Regions from separate parts of the Mus musculus genome. Here region 1 is linked to region 2. Evidence: chromatin contacts called from public Micro-C data. All regions are on one chromosome and are shown on one strand. The core of a region is the stretch at or near the end of the contact, and the rest is flanking DNA. Distances in the headings are between cores, read along the strand shown.

Region 1 (3,258 bases), core at 676-3,175, 140 kb after region 2:
ATCATCAGCTCTCTACAGAAGTCTAGGCTCCTTAAATGTCTACAGAGCTGAGCAACTGAAAATACCCTAATTAAAACAACAGAACCTTTCAAAGCTCATGAGAGAATGGGAAACGCACGTGCAGTTAGAGAAAGCTGGTCAAGGCCTTGAGTCACAAGAAATGAGACCACTCAGTTCCGAGCTCATCTAGATCTTCGGTGGTTTTATCTGGAGAAGGGCAATGAACAGGCATCTCCTGCCACTGTGAAGGACTGCAGTATTTTTTACAACTACATGCTGGGCGTGGTGTCGCATACCTTTAGTCCCAGGACTCACGAGGCAGAGGCAGGCGGATTTCTGAGATCGAGGCCAGCCTGGTCTACAGAGTGAGTTCCAGGACAGCCAGGGCTATACATAGAAACCCTGTCTCAAAAAAAAAACCAACCAACCAAAAACCCAAAAAACAAAAAACATAAATATTTTAGACACATTTATCTCAAAGAAAAAACTACAGTGTAGTGACTGGATGCCTGCGGTAGGAAGCAGGGCGAGTATGAAATGATTTGGAGGAGGAGTGCTAGTTACAACTGAACCAGCCCTCGGGGTCAGTCATTATCAGAAACCAGCTCATAACTGGGCCAAGCTGGGAAGGGCCTGAATGACTCGGCTTTTCCTTGAAGGCTGGGGGAGAGAGAAATAACCAATTTCTTAACAGCAGAGAATTCCTTTTGAGAAAGCATTCCTTATAAAAATGTATTTCTAATTTTTAAATTGTATGTGTATTAGTGTTTTGTCTACAAGTATGTACCACATATGTGCTTGCAGTGCCCACGGAGGTTAGTCCCAGGTCTAGAACTGGAGTCAGGCATTGTGAATGGTTGTGAGTGCTGGGAACAGTACTCGGGTTCTCTACAAGAGCGGCAAGCGCCTTTACTCTTGAGCCATTTCTCCAGCCTCTTTAATAGGAAATATATACACATTAACACACATTAATACACACTCAGGATATAGTTTAGGGTTGGGTTAAATTTCTTCATCTTGTATGTGTTTCATTTCTAGGAAAAAAATTCTTTAAATTAAAAAAAAAAAAAGAGGGGGGGAGGTGGAAGTGGGGACAGAAAACCACCCTAAAAAGCAAAACAAAAACAGAAAATCCATTGGGATTGGTGGTTGTAAACTCCCCCACTCCCAGCCCAGTTCTTTCTTTTCTGACACCAGAGTGCAAAGTTCTGGGCCACCTCCCAATACCCAGTACCTCAAGTAGTCTAACCTATATGGCTAGACTCTGACCAGCACCAGGGCTGTTACTGCAAGAAGAGCACTATTAGACAAGTACCTATATGGATTCCTCTAGAATACCCAGGCCATGTTCAAAAGTACCCTTCTTATCATAGTCTTATATAATAAAATGATTATCATTTACTATGAGAGTAAATATACTCGCTACTGCAGCTGTTGGAAAAATCAGAGAAATCTGAGTAGGTTTTTTTGTTTTTTTTAAAGACTTCTGTAGCATCAAATTCTAAGTTCTCTACACAGGAGCCGAACCTTGAGGACTCTACTCATTCACAGGATGACTGCTGATGGGCAGAGGCAGGACTGAGTCACTAGGGCAGGAGGAGCATCAGGGGAAGCCATGGAAACCCATGTTCTTTCCTGTTTCTCCCGCACACAAGGTTGCCCTAACTAACGGAGGCCCACCCCATTCGATCTCCGCTTCCTTCTCTTTGCCCCCAGCCCTTCCTCACACTCTCCTTTGACTCTTGACATGGTCCAGCTGAACCCTGCTTTGTAGCTATCCCTCACGCTCTTCCCCCAGCATTTTTCTTAGAACCCTGAACTCTCTGACACTCAGGGTATTTAATGTCCTCCAACAAGACCAGCCAAGGGGGTCTAAACACAGGGTGCCTAGGCAGTGGCTGGGCTTCAGGGCTGGTTCCTTTGGGCCAGTTTTGGCAGAAGGAGAACTGGAACATGCAGCAGCATTACATCCAGGGAACACTTCCGGAGGAGACGCTCATAGCCTACAGAATGAAGACCCATTGTCTGAACAGGCATAGAACCTGGGCATCACACAGGAGTCATATGAACCCACTGGAGATGTGTAATAGAAACAGAGACTACCAGGTCCTGTGCCTAGAGATTACTACGATTTGGGTGGTCTGTGCAAAGGGGCAGGAACCACAATATAAATGGCAAGCTCCTCTCTTCTGCCATCACCACCCAATGAAGCTGACAGTAACTGCAGGAGCTGCCTAGCAAACTCTCTACGAAGACAGAGGGAAGGACCTCTGACTTAGTGCGAAGGCATGCTGGGAAGCACACCATCAATGCAAGGCAAGGCAGGACTGAACCCCAAGCCTTTTGGCTTCTTAAATATGAGACTGTGGAAGCTCCAGGTCGGTGATTCTCACCCCTGGAGTCTTGCTCTCTTAGACACTGGAGTGGAAGGTTCTCTGCCACCGCCCCCCCAACCCCCCAAGTAATCTGGCTACCATCAGCAGAGCAGTGCAAGAACATCAGCAAATCGTCTCAATCTTGATTTAAAAGGCAGAGTGTCCTAGTGTTTACCCATCAGCTGATGAAAGGACACCGATCTCTAACCTTCAAGGATGAGGTCAGCGCCTGGGAAACCCTGTATTCTGGCTCCATGGCCTCTCTTACGCTGGCCTTATAGAAATTTTGAAGATTTTTCAGGACAAAAGACAAGTTTGATTTCATAATGAAAGTCCCATCTCTTTCTTATTCTCCAGCCCTCCTTTTGAGACTCTGTTGTCTAGACGGGTTGTTTCTGCCTCAGCAGTTTAGCTGCAGAGATTACACGCACGGGCTACCCTCATTATTGTTCTGTGTCCACAGACCTACGCCCGTCACCTTTACCAGCTTTTGTTTACGGGTTGGGTCCCTCCACCCAGGGTGGAGGCTCTTCTAGATATTCCCTTACGGTCTGTCTTTCTATCACAGCACCCAAGACGTCTTAAGTACCTGTTACTGTCTGTCAGTACACGTCCACTGTCCTATGCCCATTCGTTATTTAGATGTAGACAGAAATAACAAGGCATTTGGGGGAGGGTCAAGACCCCAGATGCAAACTATTCCTAGGTACTTAAATCACCCTTAGTACACAGAGTTAGCTTTCTTCTTAAAGTGGCCCCTTACATCAACACTGCCAGCAAATCCTTTCCAGTGGAGTTGCTAGTTTCTTTTATTTCAAAAGTGCTATTGGACCCCAGCATGGTACTCAGAAAGAGACTGTTGTGTTGTCGAGACTATGAGCCC
Region 2 (3,185 bases), core at 596-3,095:
ATTCTCAAAACCAGCCAACCAGCCAACTAAGGAACCTGCACCAGGGGTATTATCTCCATTGAAGACAAGAGGAAAGGGGAATTCAGATAAGTATCTTGCTTAAAACCATGTACTAACATGAGAGGGCTGGCATAACAAGCTCAACTAGTTGAATTCTCATGTCTGTTTTAGAAGTAGTTATTACTGTGTGAGCTCTGAACTGTCTGTCTGGAAAAAAGAATGTTGCAATTAAGATGAATTTCAAAATGAGAGTTTCCTTTTTGACATGAATGTTGCTACTGATACAAAGTTGTACAAATGCAATATAACCCTTCCTCTTCTGAAAAGTCTGTCTTTGTCAGATTTTACTTTATATTATTTTTCAATTAAAAAAAAAGCACATTAGTGTAGTCAGTGACTTAATTCTCCATTGGAGAAAACAGCACTCACACACAGACACCTTCATGATGGGAGCCTTCTCTGGCTTCAAGTATCCAAAAATCACTAGTCCTTTCTTCTCCATCTTGGTTTTGAACAGCCATACATGACTCTCCAAACCTGGCTAAGGACCTGAAATCGTTATGGCCAGTGCCACCATACAATGAACTCAGATAAGGTCTCCTCTGGAAATCTAAAAGCTCAGTGCAATACACAGGAAACTAAAATTATCTTAAACACCCAAATTGCTATTAGAATAAATATCAAGGAAGATTACAAAGTCCCAGAGGGAACTGAATAAAAGCACCCAAAATCCCAGCACTACCAAATCACAGGAGAAATGAGAGTTTGGAGCTAGCCTGGGCTAAGTACCAAGACTGTGGAAAGAGAGGGAGGGAAGAAGAGAGAAGGGGAAAAGAAACAAAAGAAATTTCTGATGGAAAACCTCTATATTCAAATTTTTTTTAGATATAAAGAACCTATATTGTCACGTCTATTGCATAACAGGAAAATCATCATACAGAACTGTCACTCTCATTACACTAAGACCTCCCATCAGGGGACCCAGTCCTACCATCTCTTTGCCAGGCTCTTGGCAGTACATCTGTGCTCCTTTCTCCTGACTAATTATATGGACCCTCTTTGATAAGCTGTTTGATTACTCCTTCTTTACAGGAAAGGAGCTATCGTGAGCACAAGTAACAAAATGAAGTGAGAGAGACTCTGACTCAGCAACACCGAGAGGAACGCCCGTGTAATCAACATCTCTGTGACCAGAGAGAACCCCGCCTTTCCTGGGGGAAAATGCTCCACTGAGGCAGCAGCCGGGCCAGCTGCTCTGACACCATCTTTTGGCTAAAGAAGGACACATATTTGAGAAATCAAAACTTTCAGGCAGGACGACACAATACTTGAAAACTGCATCAAAACATTTATCTAGTCATTCAAGAAGGGAGAAGCCAGGCAGATAACACATAAGAGAAAAGGCCGAGAAGGAAAGACCATCTCATGGTGCTGCCTTTCATACGGACTCTTGGGCAATACAAATCTGTGAGAGTCAGTGTGATATGGTTCCTTTGCATCTTCTGCCAATTTTCACTTCAGTTTTCAAAAAAAAAAAATGCTGGGTTATGAAAACAAAACTACTGTTAGCCAGAGACGTTTTTAATATCTCTGAAACTCAAGCAGTTTGGTGAGGAACTCCAAGACAAGTTCTAGACTACCTTAATCAACAGAAATGAAAATATAAAAATGTATTTTAAAATTAAATCTGTGTATCACTGTATTACAATTCCCATAAAGCACATCTCACAATGACCTACAGTCAGAGCCAGAAGGCAGTAACTTAACTCGGAGAGTGGAACAGGGGTGACTCTAGGAGTCACCAGAAGTCATGCCTTCAGCACCTACTTTCCCGGGTCACAGTTGGTGAGTTGGGGTCAATGCAGGAACTGGTCTCATAGCAACAGCAGGTATCTCTCTGTCTGAAATGGGGAAGCTTATCCGAATCATTGTGGACTTTTAGGCATACTGACAATGCTCTACATACCCTGTTCAATTTTGAAGACTTATTAACTAACAAGAAAAATAAAGTAAAATCCCAAATACACAATCCATAGGAAATACTTTTCCTTGTTTCTCTGAGGTCAGAGAAGGATGACATGCAGTTTTTAAGTTAGAAAGAAGACATAAGAAACACAAACTCTCGAAAGCAGACACTCACATCTCAGGCTGACATAAGAAAAGAGAGATAAAACACTTTGGAAACTGAAGGCCACGCCCATCACCAGAAGCAGAGCCAGACACTGAGCACAACCATCTTCAAGGAAGCTCCGAGTGCTGCTGACAGATTCTTTTCACAATTGAAATCAAGCTCTCAGATGACCGCACAAGACTCTGCCTCCTACAGCACCGTATCTGGGAAGGAATGACCAGGCTCAAGTTTAATAGTGGGAACTTCTAAGTTTACAAGTTGGCTCAAGAAAAGGGCCATTTATGTTTTATTCTTGAGAGTAGATATGAGAAATGGGAATAAATGAAAAGTACAGAAAATTATTCACTTTAAGTTCCAACAATATAAATAAACAGCTGGAGACTTATGTAAGAATTCTTCATTGCCAGAAGGAAGGCTATAGCGTTCTCTCTGTGTGTGTGGTGGGTATGCTTGTGTGTCTGTGTCCCAATATTACAAGTTAAATTTACAACTTACCTTTTATTATTATTTTTGCAAACAAAGGCTATCTCATCTGTAGCCCAAAAACCAAGTCTACTAAATTTAAAAGAGGTATACATTGCAGTTTAGAGATGTGGATTAGATTTAAATAAGAAATTCTTTAGGCAGCACAGTGGGTTATCTGAGCATTTGGCTCTGTATAGAGCAGCAGTTACTGACCTAAAGCACGTTCCTGCAGGTCCTTCCCCAGAGTGACCATCCACACAAACATCCCATCTGTTTGACGTAATGAAAAGGTGACAGAAGACATCTTCACTTACAAGAACTTATTTGAAGGATAAAGTAAAGAATCATGTAGTACAATCTCAAGTACTGCCTGAGAAATAGGTAAATGAAAATGAATCTATGAACAGGCTAAAAATATCCAGTTTAAAAAAGAATACGGTTGGGAGGTAGACAAAGTATGCAAATGGAGGGCTGGAGTTTGGGCCCCAGAGTCCACAGACGAGCCAGGAGTACTCAGTTTGCATCCTATCACACCTCCACACGATGGAAGGGGACTGGAGAGAGACCCAAGACTATAGCTGTACAGCAG

The links. A called contact is a pair of places that touch in the nucleus more often than the background predicts.
Region 1: a Micro-C map of the G1E-ER4 cell line shows a contact between it and region 2, with 6 times the contacts expected there. The contact joins two enhancer-like sites. A contact is called at or near these places in 1 of 484 Hi-C or Micro-C datasets (the G1E-ER4 cell line), 1 of 115 datasets of contacts at active chromatin or transcription factors (bone marrow-derived macrophages) and 3 of 9 other capture datasets (adipose tissue, liver and pancreatic islet).

The regions. Positions count from the first base shown.
Region 1 is chr9:67,037,281-67,040,538 of GRCm38.p6, forward strand. All of the region lies in intron 2 of Tpm1 (tropomyosin 1, alpha), which reads right to left. Among named protein-coding and RNA genes, the nearest start is that of Tpm1, 10 kb to the right of the region's middle. Within about 2 kb of position 1,926, at least 43 of the 459 cell types and tissues checked have an H3K27ac peak or open chromatin away from gene starts, as enhancers often do. A contact at or near this core is called in the G1E-ER4 cell line, where this site is marked.
Region 2 is chr9:66,894,021-66,897,205 of GRCm38.p6, forward strand. The region is part of intron 1 of Rab8b (RAB8B, member RAS oncogene family); the gene reads right to left. Among named protein-coding and RNA genes, the nearest start is that of Rab8b, 24 kb to the right of the region's middle. Within about 2 kb of position 1,846, at least 62 of the 459 cell types and tissues checked have an H3K27ac peak or open chromatin away from gene starts, as enhancers often do. A contact at or near this core is called in the G1E-ER4 cell line, where this site is marked.